Linked DNA regions of Mus musculus: regions 1, 2, 3, 5 and 6 are each linked to region 4. A link is a contact called in public promoter capture Hi-C data. All regions are on one chromosome and are shown on one strand. Each heading gives the region's core, a stretch centred on a gene start, on an enhancer-like site or on the middle of the called end of the contact. The rest is flanking DNA. Distances are from core to core; before and after follow the strand shown. Region 1 holds the start of Mars2 (methionine-tRNA synthetase 2 (mitochondrial)). Region 2 overlaps Stat1 (signal transducer and activator of transcription 1). Region 3 holds the start of Stat1 (signal transducer and activator of transcription 1). Region 4 holds the start of Ormdl1 (ORM1-like 1 (S. cerevisiae)). Region 5 holds the start of Nabp1 (nucleic acid binding protein 1). Region 6 holds the start of Gls (glutaminase).

Region 1 (3,358 bases), core at 636-3,135, 1.9 Mb before region 4:
ACTTAAAAACGCAAAAAGAATACATTTGATCTTTTACTACCAGTCAGTAAGAGCTGAGTTCCTAGGTCCTGTGGGCTTTCACTAGCCGAGTCCTAGATTGGTCCAGTCTAGGAAACAAAAGCCCAGTGTCAGGTCCCAACTTTCTCCCCTCAAAGGGGCATGGGTGTCCATAGAATCGAGGTAGGAAGTAGAGCTCTCCAAGGCCTCTCTCTGTGGTAGAGACTCCCAGTCTTGACAGCAGTTTATCTGCTAAGTTTGGAGTAACAGGCTGAAGCAAAGTTCCAAACACTCGCAAGCACTCCAAGGCTACGTGAAGCACGGTACCCAGCCAGGGAGCATCCTCAGGGCTCTCCCAGTTCAATTTCCATGGTGCGTGCCTTTGGACGAAACCATTAGTTTGCCGAACACAGCTGGATACCGCCTCCAGAGCCTTATAGATCTGAAAGTCATTATAATAGCCCGCTACCAGTTTGGGTAAAGTGGCCACTGCAGTTACAAGCGCATAGTCTTCTGCCTGCACACGAACTGACGGCCCCGTTAACCCTGGCTCACTGGGGAAACAGGCAGCACAGAAAGATGGGTAGGTTCCAGAAGGATTTATTCTGTAGGCAGTGCACCGGTTTAAAAGCCCTCCTAAGGCATCTGCCAGCTCGGAGTCCAGCAATTTAACCACCTTTTCATCATAGTAATCGCAGTCCCAATTGGGAACGCCCTGCCGAAGGAGAAAGTAGCGAAAGCCATCCACAGTATAGCGATCAAGGCAAGTCCTGGGATCCACCACGTTGCCCAAGCTTTTGGACATTTTTTGGCCACTCACCGTCCAGTGCGAGTGGACATAGATGCGATGTGGTGGCCTCAATCCTGCCCCTAGGAGAAGGGCAGGCCAATAAATAGCATGAAATTTGAGAATGTCCTTACCTATGATATGAGAGGTGGCTGGCCACCAAGACTTGAAATCTGCATCTGGGTAGCCAACTACAGTGAGGTAGTTGACCAGGGCATCCAGCCACACGTAGATGGTCTGCGAGTCGTCCCCGGGAACTGGTATGCCCCAGTGCAGATGGCTACTCCTTCGAGAAACGGACAAGTCGGGCAGCTCCTCCTCCAGCCACTGAAGAACTGCCTGGTGGAACGGTTCCGGTGTGATTGCCTGAGGATTGTTTCCAAGCCACCGCTGGAGTGGTTCTCGAAACTGAGAAAGCTTGAAAATGTAATTTTCTTCCTTCGTCCAGGAGACAGGATGTCCGCTCTCGAGAGACACGGGACAGGGATCCCCGGACGGACCCACCTGCCGAGTAACCTTGGCCTCCGGCAAGAAGCACTCATCCGAGGCACAATACCACCCTTCATAGATCCCTTTGTAAAGCAGACCCCGGGCCTCCAGCACACCCCAGAAATGCTGCACCGCTACTCGGTGCCGAGCCTCCGTGGTGCGGATGAAGTCCGTGGAAGAGATGTCAGCCTCCCGGAAAAGCTGCAAAAACTGGGCAGACACTCGATCGCACAGCTCGATCGGGGCCAAGCCGGCGGTGGCTGCCGCCTGCTGGATCTTCAGGCCGTGCTCATCCGTGCCGGTGGAAAACCGCGTGGACGCAGAGCCGGGAACTCGGAGACGACGGTGGCGGCACAGGGCGTCGGCCAGTAGCGCCGAGTACAGGTGCCCGATGTGCGGCGCGGCGTTCACGTAGAAGATAGGTGTGGTGAAGTAGGCCCGCGCTTCCCCGGCGTCGCCACTAGCGCTCGGCGAGCACGAACCGTAGCGGCGACAGCCGCGGCCGAACCGGGTGCGCGTCAACACCCAGCGAGCACACTGCCGCAGCATGGTGACAGCCGGCCCCAGCACTGGAGGCGGTGTTCCCGAGCACGGGAAAGGGCGCGTGCGCAGCTGGACGGTACCGCCGCTTCCGGCGCGGAAGCCAATGAACGGCAAGCGTTGACTCCTGCGGCCCCGCCCGCAACTCCCCCGCCTCCACCGGTTTCCTGCAGCGCGCAGGGGCGGGTGGCCGGCGGGAGTTTTTGAGTAGTCGGCTAGTGGGTTCCGTGTCAGGGCAGTTGGGGAAAGAAGAGCGTATCCCGGGTGTTGTGCAGTTTTACTCTTTGAGATCTGTTCTGGATCTGAACTGAACTGATCGGTTCTGGACTGAACTTGTTGGCAAGATTTTTATATTGAGGTATTTTCCAAACTCATTAACTGTCAAAGCAGGGCACAAATCCGGCCTCTTGGTATCCTCTAGTCAACATAGAAAAACCATTTAAGGTTTGTCTCAGAATCTAAATAAATCTGAAAGAAAGGAAAATAATTTCACAAAGCGCTTTAAGGAACGATAAGCACTGGCAGAAAAGGAAATGACGTGTCTGAACATGTTGCTGAGCCTTAAGGATTGATTTGAGAACTCATCCAGGGACTGGAGTGCGGAGTCACAGGTGTGCAGATAAGGAAACATTAACTTTCAGCTTTATTGTACAAAACAAGTCACAATTTTCTCCTCTAATAGTCTTGAAATTCTTCCAAGACTGAGCTTTGAGAATGAAATCCTAATTTTTAGCAGGAGAGAATTTTAAAATCCCAAATTTTTATTATTAATCCTTGGCTCACTGCATATTTTCTCATCCACAACTGGCCTCCCCACCCCCATTTAATTTAAACAGTGTATATATGCACATACTAAAATGAGATTGGAACACCTATAAACCCTCACCCAACCTAAGTACTGTTAGTGATTCTCAAAGAATGGTCCCCAAAGCAGCATGAGACACACCAGGAACTTAGACATCTGAGGCCCATTCCCTACCTGCTGAGGCAGAAACTGGGATCTCAGACCAGCAATCTAAGCTTTACTTAGCTCACCAATGGACTGTGGTGCACATTAGTGTTTAAGTTAGAGATGAGCTGCAGTTGAGATCTGTGCGCTGTGTCCTTCCCTCTCTTCCAAGAGTAATAGTGCCCTGAGGGTTTGGTTTTTGTTTTTGGTTTGTTTGGGTTTTTTTTTGTTTTGTTGAGTTTTTTGTTTGTTTGTTTGTGTTTTATTTTTTTGGGTTTTTTTTGGGGTTTTTTTTTGTTTTGAGACAGGGTTTCTCTGTCTAGCCCTGGCTGTCCTGAAACTCACTGTGTAGACCAGGTTGGCCTTGAACTCAGAAATCTGCCTGCCTCTGCATCCCAGGTGCTGGGATTAAAGGCGTGCACCATCCACTGTGTTGCCTACTTGAACCGGGTACACCTGGAGAGAGAGAGAGAGAGAGAGAGAGAGAGAGAGAGAGAGAGAGAGAGAGAGAGAGAGAGAGAGAGGAGAGAGAGGAGAGAGAGAGAGAGGAGAGAGAGGAGAGAGAGGAGAGAGAGGAGAGAGAGGAGAGAGAGGAG
Region 2 (3,175 bases), core at 382-2,881, 1.1 Mb after region 4:
GCTGCAGTAAGGAGCACGGTTGTTTTCTTCCCACTCACATGAAGGATGCCCACTATAGTTTGATAGAGCATTGGATCTAAAGTTGACTTTGAACTGTGCCATATGTAAAACAGTGGAAGACTTCCGGCCATCCAGGAGAGGGGAAGTGCCAATGTCTCCCGGGACAGAAACATTCCTCCATCAAGAAGGCCCCTCCCCCATAAGTATGTCTCTTTCCAGTGATGTGCAGCACTTGGGCACTGATTACAGACCATTACTAAAGTGACCGTTCTCCTCACCTTGCCCCAAATACTCGCACTCTAGTCCTGGTGCTTGGGTGGATCTCTTGGTCTTTGTTTACAAAATCCATTTTGTGTTAAGTGACTTTCCATTTCACCTTCAGTAAGATGCATGAAGTCCTTCAGAGTAACAGGTTTCTAATTAGAGAAATATCCACTTTCTACCAGCAGTGCTCAGCAAATGTGATGCTCTTTCTTTCTTGCATTTCCCTAGAAATACTGCATATGAAGGAACAGTAGCAGGAAGGAATCACAGATGGGAAAAAAATGTCGCCAGAGAGAAATTCGTGTTTATACTGTGCTCATCTGCAAGAGACAGAATGTAGGTAGGTTCAGTACACGGACTTTGGGACATGTGATTCATGCATTTCACACCATTGCCCTCCCTAGAATAGCGAGCAGGAGAATGCCCCCTACAGCAAACCACCACCATGGAACCAGAAGGGCTAGTGCGTCCTCTCATTCTTCTGGAACTAATCAGGGCCTTTTACACCACCTAAACTGATGGGTTATTACTGTCTGGCCTCCTGGATTAATGCTGTGACTCATCCCAGACACACTATATAAAGCTTTCTGCTGTTATGCAAGTCTGGGGACAGCAGCACGGCAATTCGGCTCATTCAAAACGGTGTGAGGAAATGCTGAGCCATGTGCCGGGGTGGGGGGGGGGTGCGGGGGGAGGGAATTGATGACCTTCCCTTAAAGGCCACTGAGTAAGCAAACTAAGCAAAGCCAGTGTTTCAGACGTGGGCCAGTAAATCAGAAGTAAAATCACTGTCAAGCGCCTCAGCTCCCTCCCTAGTCTGCGAGCTGCCCTGGATACAGGAGTCAGCAAAGTGTTCCTCATAGAACACTGGCCTGCCCCTGACTCTGACTTCCATGTTGGTGCAGTTCCAGATGTCTTAGAGGTGGCTCTGTTCCTCGGCGGGCCGCTCTGAAGGCATTTCTGACCCAGCTGTTGCAGGGTATGGGCATGTGTGTGCTATTGGCATCAGGTATTCTAGAGAGTAGAGGCCAGGGTGCTGCTAAACGTCCTTCAGGGTATAGGACAGCACCACAGTGGAGAATTCTGTAACCCTTGAGTGCCCCAACACAAACACACCGCTAGATTGCAAAGAAAGCCTCTTGAGTTTTAGGAAAGCAATTTTAGACTGAAAAGCATGTTGAAGGGTTTGCCTCCAGTTGCAGTGTGGCCGATGGCACCATTCTATAAAATGGTGTACTGTAGAAGCAGGGGAGAAGAGGAGAGAGAGATGAACACAACCTGCACCCATATCCTCTAACTATGTGACTGGCTTACTAACCTCTGTTAACCTCAAGTTCTTCATGTGCGAAGTTGGCTAACAGTGCCTAACACATAAGGTCTGGTCAAAGTATAAAGTCTGAAAGCATGTATAAAATGTCCAATACAACAGAAGAAAAATAGTAGACAATCTGTTAATATGAGCTCTGGGCAAAGGCCTCTAGGAAAGTAGGCTAGGTCTATTCCAGTCCATAGGGACTTGTATGGAAATGTTAGACTAAATAAATACCCAAGTCATATTACAGAGAGCAGCGCTGGTATACTGGCCCTCGTGCACAATTCCTCTGGAGCCTGAGAGCCAAGGCTGGACCAACCATCAACCCTGACTACCTTTTTAGCCCATGGGCCACCTCCACCTCAGAGCACACAACTAATTCCATTTGCTTATTTTGTGACAGAGGATGTAGCCCTGTGTGGCCTCCACCAGGAGACCTTCCTGTCTCAGCCTCCTGACTGCCTGGATTACAGACAGAGTCATCTCACTTAGCTCATATGCTATAATTCCAAAAGCAAATGTTGGACAGAAGTCAAGAATAAGCTCGAGGACAGAGCACATCGTGGTGGCGTTACGGTGACTTGACAGGCCCATCTCATTCTTCCCTGGTCTAAGAGTAGGGCCCCTGCTAGAGCCCCTGAGATTGTTGGGGGTTCATCTGGAGACTACTGCGATGAGTGGACATTTGCTAATTTATTGTATCTGTATATCTTTATTCCATAGATTAAACAAAAAACCCACTGGAATAGAATAGCTACAGGGGGTGTCCAAAGACTACAAACCCGTTTCCTGGAATTTGTTTGAGGGTGTCAAAGGCCCCATGATATCACCTTCCAGCATACTGAAAGCAGCGCTCTTTGCACAAACGGAGGAACTAACAGCTTAGTTCTCTGGTCACAAACAACAATGGTGATGACAGTTAGAATGCCACACGCCAAGTTCCAGTCACAGGCTCCTCACCTTAACAGATGCAAATAGATTCTGCCTGGTGCATGGGAGAAGCTTGACAGGCATGACCTATCAATGGTGGCGATGGCGAGGTGACTTTCTGAGCAAGGATTGTAAAAGCTCACCCTGTGTTCAGGACCCTTCGATCTATTTTACATTTTCTGAATCAGGCTTTGCCATTACTCCATTTTCATAGGAGACAAATTTTTTTTTCACAGAAATAACAGGGTGCTAGGTTCCATGGACCAGAGCCTTATTTTATCAAGAAAAGAGCTATTCCGTGATCACACTAGCAAGGCTCAAGAGTCCGAAAGCTATGAGAAGGTGTTTTCTAAGAGTTTTAGTGTGCTTGGTGAGGTGAAGAACACAAAGTCACACGGGAAAAACACCCATCACTGAGGTTACACCCTAGCATGCCCCAGCACATGAACATGTACGCATGAAGCTTTACCCACCCGCTCCCAAGCCTCTCTCCCGGCCCCTCCTCTGACCTTCCCTCTCATTCCTGAACACGTTTGTGCTATGCACAGGGCACCTGGTGATGAAGAAAGGCCTGCGATAGCTAAGGGAGTTCTTTTCGAAAGCATTAGGCAAGCTTTGAAAGGTGAACTGGATTGAATTCATGTGGAAAAGAGCTTAAATTTAGGCAGC
Region 3 (3,641 bases), core at 577-3,076, 1.2 Mb after region 4:
GAGGCAAGAAGGCCACAAGTTCAAGGTCAGCCTGAGATGAATACTGAGCGCTTCTGAGGCTACACAGTGAGTCACTGGCTCAGAAAAAGAAATGTCTTTTTTTTTCATACAGCATTGCCAAATGCCATTTGAAAGAATAAAGTAATATTTGTCTCGTCAGATAAACATGAAGTCAGTTTTTATATTGTAATCCTAAAGGTTAAAAATTATAGCAATCCCTAAATTAAGGAAGTCTTGAGATAGAAACAAGTTACCTGTGACAATCATGTAACGGGATACACACCACTACACAATGGCACCACCACAATTCAGAGTGGGAGACTGTAGTAGCGCCAGACCTCTGAGGAAAGGTCTGTACTCTGATGGAGCATATGGGACTGTATGGATAAATACTTGTTTTCAAACACTCATGTGCAGGAATGAAGTCATGTCTGCTGCACAAATGCCCCTTCAAAGGATAATAAGGAAATGTCTACACTACAAAGCAAGCCGCCATTTCAAATACCATTGGAAAGGACTCCAGCCCACCACTGTGGCATGTCTGTAAACCTGAGACTGGCAAGACAGTCCTTAAACACCTGGCTCAGAGTCTGGAGTTGGCTCTTTCCTGTTTTCATGCCTCCAACAAACATTCTATCCTCCCGGTCTAGCCCGTTCTGCACAGACCACATTGTTTCCAACAATCTAGCAGAATTCCGTATAGATGGTACTTCTTCCTAAAACTGTCTATCCCTCCCACACATAACTTTCTTTGGCCTGTACCAGGCTGCCATTTGCACGGTTTTTAGCGCATGAACTTTCCACAGGAAGCTTGCTGTCTGCACGCATCAGAGCCTCTGAGGGGATATATTTTGCTATCAGCGTCCTCTGGACCCTACAGCGCCGGGCATATAGCCTAAGTGTTACTGAGCACAGAACCGTTTGTTCCGCTGAAACCTTGTATGTATCAGAAGGCGTAGGAAAGCAAAAGGCAAACCCCATGATGAACCTACAAGTCTGAGTCCTCATTGATCAATCAGGGCTCAAGTCATTCCTGCCAGATAAAAGCAATCTTCACCCATCCATTCACCTATCCCTAAACTTTTAGGTAGTGTTCGGGAGTATTTTAGATAGTGATTATACCATTAGTGGTTCTGCGGAACCTAAATACCACCTTTAAGTTTCAGAAAACCGGTAAGGGCTGATACATACTGAGATTCCAAATGCTTCCGTTCCCACGTAGACTTACTGGGCTGTCTCCGGGTGCAGGTTCGGGATTCAACACAAGCAATCACCACACACAGCAAGTTATATGCCAGTTGCATGCGCGGCGGCGTGGCGCCGGCTCAGGGTATGGAGCAGAGCTGAAACGACTGCAAAAAGAAGAAAATGTTACAGTGGTGGAAAGGGGCTGGAGGCAAGGCGAGCAAAGGTTAAGCGGGAAGGTGCAGTGTCTTCCGGGAGAAATGTCTATTGCACAAGTCATTTTACCCTAGAAGTGAGAACGGCAGGATAAGAGAGCCAAGCAGCGCCAAGAGTTGGGCAAGCGATCCGGCTCCTGGCGTTCTCTCTGCGGGATGACAGGTCACCTGTGGGCAGCAGACCCCAGGTCCGAGGAGAGGGCGCCCCACTTCCACCCGCACCCGCACCCGGATCCGCACCTGGCTCTCACTCACTCACTGCACGCAGGAGCTCGAGTCTGGGCAAATCTCTCTGCGCCGCTCAGCAGTGTCCCAAGTGGGTCTGAGGGGCGCGGTCCCGGAGGTCTCCAGGGAGCTTTGACAGACTCGGCGCTGAAAACCGAAAGTACCGGGCAGGAAAAAAGGCTAGAGGGCGTCCCGCCTCCTTCCGCCTCAGCCAATCAGCGGCAGAGATTGGCCGGCTGTTCCATCAGCGCACCGTCCCCCCCCCCTCGGCTGCTTGGCCTTCCTGGTCCGCGCGCTCCCTACCCGGCGTGCGAAACTTGGGGCGCCGCTGTGCGGTGCAAACCGCAGACAGGGGGTTGTGTTTACAAGGTTGGAAACTATAGGCTTGCGCAAGCTCAGTCTTGGAGATCCTGCATTAAGTAGGCGCATCACTGCGGGATTCAGAATTGGGGACTAGAGATTAACCTTCACGCTACTAAAGCCAGGGAGCTTAATTTACCAATTTGAAAACATTCAATACTTGCCTTTAACTCAGCAGCTACAGAGAACTTGCTCTTGCAGAGGACAGGGCTTGGATTTGCAGTGCCTGCGTAATGGTTCCCAACTCCAGTTCCAGGAGTCTAGTGCCCTCTTCGGACCTCCACTGACGTCAACCAAGCCTGCAAGAAGTACACATACACGCAAGCAAAACAAAAATGTCATGAAATAAAATAAATAATTCTAACTAATATGTTTAAGAAAAATAAAGCTTTACACAATTGACACCTCCATTACCGAAACTTTTGTCCCGCTTAGCCATCATGATGACAGGACCTCTTTGCTTCTTCCTTTCTCGCAGGACATCCCTCTGTCCCCCATCTCCATTATTAAACTACTAAACCAGAATGTGAGTCTCTTATCTACCCTTCTCCCGTTGTGCCTTTGATGACTGTCCCTGTAACTTCCATGTCCTGGAGCACTCCTAGATGTATACACACCCACTGCTTTCTTCCAAGTGTCACAGTTACCCTGTCCTTGGATATCTACTGAGTCTGTAAACCAACTGTACTCAAAACACAGGTTCCTCCTCATACCCCGTCTTAGTCTGGAACGGATGAGGGCCAAGCCATAGACGTTGCCCATTTAGTCCCGGACACTTGGTCCTCGAGCCTCGGTTGGTCTAGCTCCTGTTTCTACCTCTTCCACCACCCCGTCCTCTTACCTGGATCATTGCTGTGGCTTTTCTGGTGACTGCTTGACTTTGGCTTTTCACTCCCTTTTAATTTATCTGCCATACACTCATTTGGGTGATTTTTTTTTAAATCTAATTGCAATGCTGATCATGTCATGCCAATCTAAAAATTTCATGATGGCTTTTCTTGCTTGGTCTTAGACAATTCAAATTTCTCAATATATTCTCTAAAGCCATGTTCCCCTATCACTTTCTTTAATCTCAGCTTGTGCTACTCTGTTTTCATTGCTTAGTACAGCATTTTTATTCTTTGAATAAGCAAAACTCTTTCCCCAAACTCAATCTTCTCACCAGCAGTGTTCTCTTTGAAAAGTCCTCTAAGCCAACATCTGTATTCTCAAATTCTTTGAGGAGTCACTAACTCATGTTAAAATCTAGGATCAATTGGGTGCTGATGGCAGACAGCATTAATCCCAGTACTAAGCAGGCAGAGGTAAGCTGATTCCTGTAAGTTCGAGGCCAGCCTAGTCTAAAGAGTGAGTTCCAGGACAGCCAGGGCTACACTGAGAAACCCTGTCTTGAAAAACCCAAAATCAACCAACCAACCAAAGAACAAACAAAAACCCCTCAGATCAAATGTCACTTTTCTACATAGATATCACAGAGGACCAACTAGGTCTTCTTAGAATGCACACCTAGAGAATCAATTGTTTCCTTGAAACAGATGGAATTTGAATCATGCCTTGAACAGCACCACTTTAGTTGGCAAAAGATCTAAGTAATTTCCCAAGGATGTGTATATATGTGTGCACGTATATTATAGCCTTTATAGATGGATATAGTCT
Region 4 (3,288 bases), core at 507-3,006:
TCTGCCTTCTACAGAGGTCAGCGCAAGCAATAAACTATCAGTGCCGGCTGTCACTACTGTTAGGTAGACAAAGCTTATTTGTATGGCTTCTTTTTCCAAAGCTTGTTTTCTAGCCTGTCAATTTAACTAGATGGAATAATAGGAAAGAAAGCTCAAACTGGATCCAGGTGTGTTGGTTCAGTTCTGTAATCCCAGCATTCAAGAGGATTGCCAAAATCTGAGGTCAGCCTAGCCGAATAGCAATACCCTATTTCAAAATTCTTTAAAAAAAGAAAAAATTACATATATGTAAAATGTAAGCAGAGTGAGAGCCAGGAGCTAAATATATAATTGTTCAAGTTAGCAGTTTCACTGCGATGTTTCAATATATGCCTATACCATGTTTCTAGTGTATCCCCTCTCCTGCTCTCTCCACTCCCCTTCCCGTGGCAGTCTAGCCCATTTTGTATTTTCAGGTCATCTTTTTGTTTTCTTTTATGAGCTTTCCGCATACTACTTTTATTTCTCTGTGGAGCTAGTTTTGTCAAATATAATAATCACCAATAAAATAGTATTTTAAAAAGATGTGTGTGTGTGGGGGTGGGGGGACAGAACTGGCTCAACCAGTCTGAGTGGCAAGATGCTAACATGTAATGGAACATTTTAGCCATAGTCAGAGGTCAAAAGCATTTTGCTTTGATCTCCCTCTCTCTTGAAACAAGGTTTCACTGTATAGGTTGGTCAGGCTGTCCTCATTTTCACAGGTATCCTCCTGTAGAGTAGAGGGATTACAAGTGTATAAGCCACTAATGCCTGGCTGTGTGCCCCCATTTGAATAGTGAACCTAGAAATAACAAGCTGTTGATGTAAAATGAAAAATTTATAGGGTTAGGGGTTCAAATTTGTACCACAACTAGGTTAAAGTCATGAATCTTTCTCAATATTTCTTTAGCCAAACTCTCTACTTATTTATTTATTTACCTCCGCGCGCCCCCACCCACCCGCTTACTCCTTTTATGTTCAGGAAGAAACACTAAGTATTAGTATTTCTAGTATTAGTACTCAATTGTCGTGAGCATACAGTTTTGGGGGGGCCTAAGAGTTTACTTTGTTACAATCAAACTGAAATGGGTGTTGTCTGAGAGAAGGAAATGCGCTAGAATACATTTCAGCTTCTATTCAAAGATACCTAAAATCCTTTCTATTGCAGTGTTTGAAGAAAGGAATTTCACCCGGCTACGCAAGTGTTTCTGGAGTGTAATGTTCTTTCGGCTTCTCAAGATGTATGGAACAGGCAGTGATGAAAGTTACACTAAGGGAGAGTCTCGCGTAAATTTTGCTTCTATAATAACCAAGTACCTATAATGCACTTTTAAAGCTTAATAGTTCGAACATCCCACACAACGTAAAAAATTAAAAACCCAAACCCGCTGGAAAGAGCCTCACATTGCCACCTATGCTAGATTAGAAACCCTTTCTCAGCAGGTTGTGCCGCAAAGGCTTCGCTACCCGGCCCTCCCCGCCCGCGCACACCCACCGCCCCAGTCGCGGCTGCACTTCCGCGGCGCGCCGACCACCTGCGGACACCTAGGGTGCACAGCGCGAGCCCCGGAGGCAGCAGGAACCTGCTCTGCCGCAGGCCTTCTGGGCCGTGCCGCAGCTCTAGGAAGCCTTCGAGCTTACCGGCCGCCAGCTCCTGGCTGGTCACAGGACAATTCCCGCGGCAGCCACAGTAGGTCCTCTGGCTAGAGCTACTGGTGCGCCCCACCGCTTCCGGAAGGCTGCCAAGCTGCTCTAGCGAGCAGCCGATTGGCTGCCAGCCGCGCCAATCCCACTTCCTGCTGTGGGCGGGCCTTAGAGGAGCGCGAGCGCGGGTCCTGCTGAGCGCAGCCGTGCTTCGGTCCGAAGGACGTCCAGCGAAGTAGGCCGTGCAACTCAGGGTTTGCTGAGTGCTTGCCGCTGTGGGTGGTGAATGCGCGCTAGAAGGTAGTGTCACCGCGAACGAGCGTGCCCGGTGATGCTCGGGGAGGCTGAAGGCGCCTCCCGGGGCTAGGTGCGGATTTGCGGGGCTCGCGCGCACGCGTTTCAAGCCTCTGGGCTGGCTCGGCAGTAGTTGGAGCTCAGACCCTTGGGGTTCAAGGTGGGAAAGTTTTGTCTTGCTAGAGAGTGTAGCGGCTTGTAGCACTGTGCGTTGTCTCACACAAAAAGGTATTAATTTGTGGTTATTCCCAATGAAGACAGTGTACATCCTGAAGAGATGTGAATACCAGAAGTTCATCTCTATGAGGAAGGGGAGGAAAAAAAGATTTGATTAATCCATTCTCTTTCTAAATCATCTTTGAAAGTACTTTTTTTTTTTTAACCTTGGTGATTTGTATTTATAAAACTTTGTGAGTTTTATTTCAGAAATAACTCTGAAAAACATTTTAAAGTTGACAGAATGCTTGCGTGCGTGTGTGTGTGTGTGTGTGTGTGTGTGTGTGTGTAGGTATCTTTTATTTGTGTTGGTTCTGTGTGATGGTTGGGTTGGATTTATTCTGTTGTAAAATTTGCTGTTTTCTCCCTAAAATCCAAGCTCTCTAATCTTTTTGCTTTTGTAGATCAGTTTCTCTTTCTGATCACAGCATACTTCCAGGACTGTTGATTGGCTTCAGTAAACATGACTTCTTTTCTAACACTAGGACTGTTCCAACAGTAGGATTGTCCTCACTAGGTATGAATTCTTTTCCCACACTCCATGTGTTGTGTGCTGGAACATCAACCCTCTGGCTTTTCAGAGGAGGTCTTTAAGTGCACACCCCTTAATAATATGCCACATTCCTGAATATGTTTTCAATATACATTCACTGCCCTCAAAGCAATATGAGCCAGAGAGGAAGGGACAGATAAATAAAATAGCCATTTATGAGTTTGAATTAAAAAAACGAAGGGATGCCTAATCTCTTGGGAGATTGGAATATGGAAAAAGAGTTTTGGGAACTGACACAAGACATCCCAGAAAAATGTCATGTGGCCCAGGAAATCCTACCACATCTAGGTAAAGAGAGCCACATTGTAGTGTGACCAGATTAGTACTGTGTGTACATTTGGAAAATGGGATGAAATTAGAGAGATAGGGTAGTAGGGAATTTGGACTTAACATACTTAGCAGTTGAAAAATCTTAAAAATTTAAAGTAGGATAGCAAAGATACTTTAATTATAGAAACAACTTACAAATATTTAAATCCATATATCAATTTGGTAGTTATTGGAGTCGTTCAGAGGAGAAATACTAAGGGGCTGACCAGAAGTGGTATTAGGAAGAATGC
Region 5 (3,333 bases), core at 38-2,537, 1.8 Mb after region 4:
AACATGGCTTGTTATTTATTCTTAAACTTTTCTCTATGCTGTTTCTCGGTATTATCCTTAAAAAGAAAAAGAAGTGTGTTTTTGATATATACATTTTCTATTTTCCACAGTATTTGCTTATATGATTCTCTAACATGCTAGAATATACTCTGCTGTTCCCATTTCTTCAATCTGTTTTGGAGGGTTACAATCATACTACTTAAACATAAAATACTTCTGGTTGAAGCCTCCTAGGGTCAAGATTGCCTAAATTGAAATCCAGTTTGGTTATTCTCTAGTGAGTTTTATTACTTGTAAACGGGGGTTAAAATTATCACTCACCATGAGATTAAATAACAGGTAATTATTTTCAATAGAAAATTGATGAAAAGAAATACTGATCACAGATCTATTTGCGACTGTACTTGGGCAATTTATTTATGACCCCATTTTATCCTCTATGAGGCAAGGATCCTAGTTTTATTGTTCAGATTGTTAAATTCTGGCTAGGAAGCTTAACCAACTAATTTCAAGGTCACACAATTAGCCTCCAGCTTGTTTGGTGGCAAAGCACAACCCTCCCTTTCAGGTTTTGTTTTAAGGTTCCCCTTCACCAGTGTATGGTTAACTCATCTTAGTTATATAAAAGCCAAGTGCAATTTAAAGAAAAGGGTTAAGGAAAAAATGAAATATCTGTGGAACTTAACTATGTATGGCTATTATCAGCATGAAAAGAGGTTTATTTACAAGTTACTTTTAAAAAGACCACCTCGTGTTTCTGGATCCCAATTTAAACACCTCTAAAGTACGAAGGTTGATCGCCAAGTTGCCTGCGACTGGGAACCACTCTCTTGGAAGCCTCGGACACCTTTAGTTCGCCCTTTTTTCTCTCTCCTTGATCCTGCTCGATCACTCTCTCCGTTCCTTCTCAACTGCATACTTGCTCTAACCACGGGGTTCGGAACATCTGAGTTCCACGTGATCGCGGGACTGAAGGGCAAAGGTGGCCTTACTGAAGGATCCTGAGGAATTAGAAGAAGCCAGGTCTCCCTCGGAGCACCAAAAGACCCAGCCCTACAGAAACCCGGAAGACGTGGAGCGACCAGCGGGAGGAGGGTGTGGCCGAGAGACCATTGGTCGGCCGGGAGGCGGTGCTTGTGCTGACAGTAGGGGAGGATCCAGGGAAGCTGCGAGCTCAGTGGCGCTGTGTTCCGCCCCAGAGGCGTGCTAGTGGGCGTGGTGACGTCGCGTGACGCCACAAGGGGCGGGGCGCGGCTTAATAAAGCCGGCCTGAGGGAGCGTTCGCCAGTTGCTGCTTGGGACGCGGGCTGCGCGGTTGGTGAACAGCCTTGCCGTTTTGCTGTCACGTACCTTCCCTGAGCCTGGGACGGAGGGGGCGCGCGCGTGTGCGTGTGTTGTGTGAGGGACAGCGGGACTCGGGCAGGGCCGTCTCCTGATCCCTTTTCCCTTAGCGGAGGCGGCAGTGCGCACGCTGGTTTGCTCGCCGCCCACTTGGGAGCGGGCTCAGGGTGCGGAGTGCGTCTTCGGTTTTGTTTTTTGGTTTTTTGTTTTTTTTGAACTTGTGAGAGTCTTTTTCCCCTCCCTTTTCCATTTTTATTTTCTTTTGGCTCCGTGCCTCTAGGGCTGGTTTACCCGGCCCCTGAATTACCGCTTCCTGACCCCGGTCGCCAATCTTGCCCCAGGTTGCTCCCCGGCTCTGCCCCTGCCCCTCCCCGAGGGTGGGAAGCCTTGCCTAGTGGGTCTCTGAAGCGTAGCCGCACCTGCCTCAGTATGCACGGGGTCAACGACCCTCCACTTTTTATAAAAGACATTAAGGCCGGACTGAAAAACTTAAATGTCGTCTTTATTGTCCTGGAGATAGGTAAGTGAGGTCCGCAGCCCGCCCCACACCCTCGAGAGCTCGGACCTCTTCCCCGCCCGCGACCCCACGTGCTCCTGGCCCAGAATCCTACCCGGGGACAGAAGTCAGTCACGTAGCGAGCCAGAGGAGGGTGAAAGAGCTCCCTCGAATGAACTCCTTATCTAACACACCTTTCCTTCTCCCCTTTTTGATTTTTAAATCTTCACAGGACGAGTGACCAAAACCAAAGACGGCCATGAAGTGAGATCCTGCAAAGTAGCTGATAGAACGGGAAGCATCACTATTTCTGTGTGGGATGAGATCGGAGGGCTCATACAGACAGGGGATATTATTCGGTTGACCAGAGGGTAGGTGTGCATAAATTGGGGTAGGTGTGGGTTTGGCCGACTTCGGGGTTCTGAAGTTGTTTGGCTCTTCCATGGGCCACTTCAAGAAGGGAGCTGTTTTAGTGGACCTCACTGGGAGCAGCTCACCTTCACAGCTAATTTGTTTTAGGTAGGGATTTAACTCCCCTCCAATTTTAAAGGTTAATTTTATTTTTGAGAATACCGTGTGGAAGTCAGTGAGCATTTATCAGTGAGGCTGATAAAAGATCACATTACCCTTTCCACCCTTTCTTGGAGACTGGGTTTTTCTGTGTAGCCCTGGTTGTCCTGGAACAATTCTATAGACTAGTCTGTCCTCGAACTCACAGAGATATACCTGGAAATCAGTTCTGTGTGCCACACCAGTTGGACACATTTCCTTTTTAATCAGTTCGTGTATGAAGTATAATGTCTTCCACCCCTTTCCTTTTTTGGTACCTTTTTTTGTACTCAATACTCATCGTTGTGATATGGACATGAATGAATATCTGGAATACTCATTCTTGAAAATGATTTCATCTGTAAGATCAGAGTTTCACAAAACCCAAAATAATACACAGTGGCAGAAGTTAATCTTTGATTCATTCAGAGTATTTAGTTGGTTATGGAGTTGGAATACTTTTTTTCATAGACTTGAAAATCTTACCAAATGTTGGCCTTAAGAAAAGTTCAGGAAAGAATCTTAAAAGTAGAATATGGAAGCTTCTGTGATTGGGAGAATTGTAATAATTTTATTGGTAGCCATCAGAAAAATAGTTGACAATTGCTGCTGAGCTAAGAGAATGGTAGAAGTATTGAGTCTTTGGGCAGGAGTTCTTTGATCCTATCTCACAGGCCTTACAACATTTTCAGGAAGTGAGGTAAGGTATCATCAAAGCAGGAAGTGAGAGTCAGAATTTAGGCATCTTATTCTCAGACATTGAGTCATTGTGACACTAAATTACATCTTTTTAACGTCCATGTCTTTTCCCCCCCAAAAATCACTTCTTTTGGAGGTTATGGGGAGAACTACAATACTAATACTAATCATAATATATGTTTTAATGAAGTTACCCACCTTGGTAGTTGTACAAAGAAACATTGAAAAAGCCAGACTTTGGTCTGATT
Region 6 (3,391 bases), core at 60-2,559, 1.1 Mb after region 4:
TAGAAAGACAAAGTTAGATATTATTAAGGGTAACATTTGCTATCTCTCCCCTAGAATGTATTGTTTTTCCTAAATATATAACTTTGATTCACTAATATTAATATTTTTGACAAACTAACCTTAAGCAATAATAAAAGCCACCCAAGTAATATAAAATTCTGGCTTTTTTTCCCCCCACAAGGTCATTTCCTTCACACTTTTTATTTTTATCTAAAGAGCAGGTTGAAAACAAAACAAAAACTTGAGCATGACAAGCCTGTAGGCACAGTCAGATTCTTTGGTTACTAATCTCGTTCAACATGTACAGATTGATTGGATTACTAAATCTGGTGAATTACATATCCTGCTAACTTTGGTGAATCTATGCATTTAAGCCTATCTGTTTCAGGAAATGGTTTAAAAAGCGGTTTTAGTCCTGAGTGGTATATGTGTGCAGACTCAGGAAACATATGATGCACACACATCTAAAAGGATACATGGATGAGGTGATGCTGTGCTGAAACAGTTTTGAGACATGGTATTCAGATGCTTCTATTTTAAAATGGCTTTTAAAATAGAAAAAGGATCTGCAGTATTTTGCTTTCAAGTCAACTGGTACTAATGAAATAATCGCCGTTCAAAAGATTTGGAGAAATCTTGTAGAAGATAGAAGAGATCCACCCTTACTCTGGCTTTTTCTCTATTCTTCGTTGTTCCTACGCTCAAACGTTCTAAATGTCTTAAGTTGCATAGCTGAAAGGATTTTGCTCATTTTTTCCAAAACATTTCGCTTCTGGGCAGTAGCCAACCATGGAAAGTTTTAAGCACATTTGGGAGAGGGATGAAGCTAGTCAGGGCGGCCTTGGCAGAACCGATGCCTTCAGAGGGGCGGACACATTCCCCTAACCGAGGGGGCGAGCAGTAGGTTTGGACCAGACGATCTGCCACCGCCAGCCTCCCTCCAGCCTTGGGCGGCCTGAACAGGCGCACTCCAGCTTCCTCAATAGCTGGAGGACGTGCTTCCCTGGAGCGCACCTGCCTGGTGAATGGCCAGACTCCGGAGCTACGGGTCCTCGCCCAGCTTGGCCTCAGGTGGCCCGAGGCAAGGGGGAAGAGCGGTCGGCGGGGCTGACACACGTCAGTCGTCCTTCTCCCCGCCCTCCAGGACCCAGCGGGACTGCGTACGGGCGCGGAGACAAATTTGACCGATTCTCTAGCCAATCAGAAGAGAGGTCGGCAGGCTGAGCCAATGGAAGAGCTTGCAGGGGGCAGGCCGTCAGCGTCCTCCCGCCCCCGGTTGGTGAGCCTGGTATGTCTCCAGCCCTCCCTTGAGCGTCAGTCTCAGTGCGGAGCTCGCGGCGGCCAGAGCAACTTCGGCTGGCTGCAGGCTGGGCGGCGGCGGCGGCGAGGGCGGCGGCGTTGGCGGCGGGAGCGGCGGAGCTGGGGCCACACCCCGTCCCGGACTTTTTCTCTTTCCAGTCCTCTCCCCGCCGTGCGGGACACGGTTCCGGGAGCAGAGCGGCCGCCCACGCCCCAAGCATCCTCATCTGACGAGCGGGCGCCGGCGGTATGATGCGGCTGCGAGGCTCGGCGATGCTACGGGAGCTGCTCTTAAGGCCGCCCGCCGCCGTCGGAGCCGTCCTGCGGCGCGCGCAGCCCCTCGGCACGCTGTGCCGGCGCCCCCGGGGCGGGAGCCGGCCGACCGCTGGCCTGGTGGCCGCTGCGCGACTCCACCCGTGGTGGGGCGGGGGCGGCCGCGCGAAGGGCCCCGGCGCGGGCGGCCTGTCCAGTTCGCCCTCGGAGATCCTACAGGAGCTGGGGAAGGGGGGTACGCCGCCACAGCAGCAGCAGCAGCAGCAGCAGCAGCCAGGGGCGTCGCCACCCGCAGCCCCGGGCCCCAAGGACAGCCCGGGGGAGACCGACGCGTTCGGCAACAGCGAGGGCAAGGAGATGGTGGCCGCGGGCGACAAGTGAGTTGCGTGGGTGAGGCTGAGGGGAGGGGTCGGGCCCTGGGCGGTGGGCGGTGGCGGTGCGGCTTAGCAACGGAGGTTCGCGGAAGAGAAAGAAAGCGATGCCAGGCGGCCTGCGACGGCTGTGCCATGTGATTAGGCCCGGCCCCGCCCGCGCCCCTCGCCTGCTCCCACTTCCCCTCCGTGGCCGGCGCGAGTCGCCCCGGGGTGACGGGTGAGCGCCGGGAGGGTCTTGCCTGCTGAAGCCCCTGCCGGGCAGAGGCTGCTGTCCGGCCGCGCCGCGTGCTCAGCGCCCCGGCTCTGCGAGGGTGATGCCACGCGAACCTCCATCTCTCCCGAGTGACATTGAGGAGTCGGGCGTAGAGCGGAGCTTCTACCTTCCCGATTCACCTTTTTGCCAGGCCGCAGTTCCCCCATTCTGTAAGCCTCCACCACCATCCCACTGGATGCCAGATGTGGCCTTGGGTTCTTAATCCTCCTGAGGTGGATCGTTTTGGCGTGCGTAGAGCCATCTGGGCCACCGGAAATAATGCTTCAGAAATGAGATTAGGCGGAATAGGGACATGTGGCCTAGAGGACGAGGAACGCAGCATGGACCACCTGTTCCTATCGGGACCAGTGATGGCTTGTCTGATGTCTTCTGTGCGGTGGACAGATTTTTAAAGGATAAAATTGTTTTAAAAGCACAAAAATAAGGTGACATAAAATACACAAAATCTAAGTAGTTTTAGGGACTTGATTGTGATAGGATGTTGACTCATTGTGTATATAGGGTGGGAATTTAGCCTAAGAGCAAAATTGAGTTTTCTTTGCTGAATGCTTTTGTGTAATATAGTTTCCCCAACTAGGTAAACACTGACTTTTAGGCTTTTTCTGTATCCTATTTTTCTGACTTTATACTGATATGGTGTATCCTGTTTTGCATTTTACTTCTCTTCCAGCTCTGCACAGTAGCTTAAGTCAAACTGAAAGTGTGAATTTTATGACTTCAATCTCAGGCCTGCTTAATGTTTCCTGTAATTGATGTGGGTACCTTCCTAAAACATTCCTGGTTATTTTCCCAGAGTGAAAATGTTATTTAAAACAAAATGAAACAACAACAAAAACCCTTAATAAGGAAAAAGGCACTTAATGATGGTATTCTGTGATAGTAGCTTTGTACCACAAACTACCTTGATGATCATGGGCACATTATTACATGTGTTGGATTAGATGACTCAAATCCCATTTAGTGTTTTTGTTTTGTTTTGCTTTTCAAGACAGGGTTTCTCTGTGAAGCCCTGGCTGCCCTGAAACTCACTCTGTAGACCAAGCTGGCCTCGAACTCAGGGATATGCCTGCCTCTGCCTCCCAAGTGCTGGGATTAATAAAGGCATGTGCAACCTCCTCCAGGCTTTGTTTTGTTTTCAAAACCTACACTTTGGTTACATTTGCACCTCTAA

The links. Promoter capture Hi-C pulls out the DNA fragments that hold promoters and counts their contacts.
Region 1: a promoter capture Hi-C map of pre-B cells shows a contact between it and region 4, with 3 times the contacts expected there. The contact joins the promoter of Mars2 here to the promoter of Ormdl1 in region 4. A contact is called at or near these places in 3 of 39 promoter capture datasets (hippocampal neurons, liver and pre-B cells) and 1 of 9 other capture datasets (adipose tissue).
Region 2: a promoter capture Hi-C map of liver shows a contact between it and region 4, with 2.6 times the contacts expected there. The contact joins the enhancer-like site here to the promoter of Ormdl1 in region 4. A contact is called at or near these places in 5 of 39 promoter capture datasets (HPC-7-derived erythroid cells, hippocampal neurons, liver and 1 more) and 1 of 115 datasets of contacts at active chromatin or transcription factors (T-cell acute lymphoblastic leukemia).
Region 3: a promoter capture Hi-C map of pre-B cells shows a contact between it and region 4. The contact joins the promoter of Stat1 here to the promoter of Ormdl1 in region 4. A contact is called at or near these places in 5 of 39 promoter capture datasets (the SN4741 cell line, erythroid cells, hippocampal neurons and 2 more), 1 of 484 Hi-C or Micro-C datasets (muscle stem cells), 1 of 115 datasets of contacts at active chromatin or transcription factors (pancreatic cancer cells) and 2 of 9 other capture datasets (adipose tissue and liver).
Region 5: a contact with region 4 is called in a promoter capture Hi-C map of pre-B cells. The contact joins the promoter of Nabp1 here to the promoter of Ormdl1 in region 4. A contact is called at or near these places in 3 of 39 promoter capture datasets (erythroid cells, liver and pre-B cells).
Region 6: a promoter capture Hi-C map of pre-B cells shows a contact between it and region 4. The contact joins the promoter of Gls here to the promoter of Ormdl1 in region 4. A contact is called at or near these places in 5 of 39 promoter capture datasets (the HPC-7 cell line, the SN4741 cell line, erythroid cells and 2 more), 5 of 115 datasets of contacts at active chromatin or transcription factors (astrocytes, embryonic forebrain, embryonic stem cells and 2 more) and 2 of 9 other capture datasets (adipose tissue and liver).

The regions. Positions count from the first base shown.
Region 1 is chr1:55,235,704-55,239,061 of GRCm38.p6, reverse strand. It overlaps Mars2 (methionine-tRNA synthetase 2 (mitochondrial)), which reads right to left and starts at 1,885. Exons shown (of 1, transcript NM_175439.3): 1 at 1-1,885. The coding sequence starts at 1,822. The coding sequence ends at 62.
Region 2 is chr1:52,156,692-52,159,866 of GRCm38.p6, reverse strand. Stat1 (signal transducer and activator of transcription 1) reads right to left here. Exons shown (of 25, transcript NM_009283.4): 25 at 1-584. The coding sequence ends at 570. Among named protein-coding and RNA genes, the nearest start is that of Stat1, 39 kb to the right of the region's middle. Within about 2 kb of position 1,631, at least 36 of the 459 cell types and tissues checked have an H3K27ac peak or open chromatin away from gene starts, as enhancers often do. A contact at or near this core is called in hippocampal neurons and liver, where this site is marked.
Region 3 is chr1:52,117,623-52,121,263 of GRCm38.p6, reverse strand. Stat1 (signal transducer and activator of transcription 1) reads right to left here and starts at 1,826. Exons shown (of 25, transcript NM_009283.4): 1 at 1,641-1,826; 2 at 1,192-1,352.
Region 4 is chr1:53,295,563-53,298,850 of GRCm38.p6, reverse strand. Ormdl1 (ORM1-like 1 (S. cerevisiae)) reads right to left here and starts at 1,756. Exons shown (of 4, transcript NM_145517.4): 1 at 1,663-1,756. Pms1 (PMS1 homolog 1, mismatch repair system component) reads left to right here and starts at 1,823. Exons shown (of 13, transcript NM_153556.2): 1 at 1,823-1,965.
Region 5 is chr1:51,476,353-51,479,685 of GRCm38.p6, reverse strand. It overlaps Nabp1 (nucleic acid binding protein 1), which reads left to right and starts at 1,287. Exons shown (of 6, transcript NM_028696.3): 1 at 1,287-1,861; 2 at 2,070-2,208. The coding sequence starts at 1,771.
Region 6 is chr1:52,231,150-52,234,540 of GRCm38.p6, reverse strand. It overlaps Gls (glutaminase), which reads left to right and starts at 1,309. Exons shown (of 18, transcript NM_001081081.2): 1 at 1,309-1,949. The coding sequence starts at 1,549.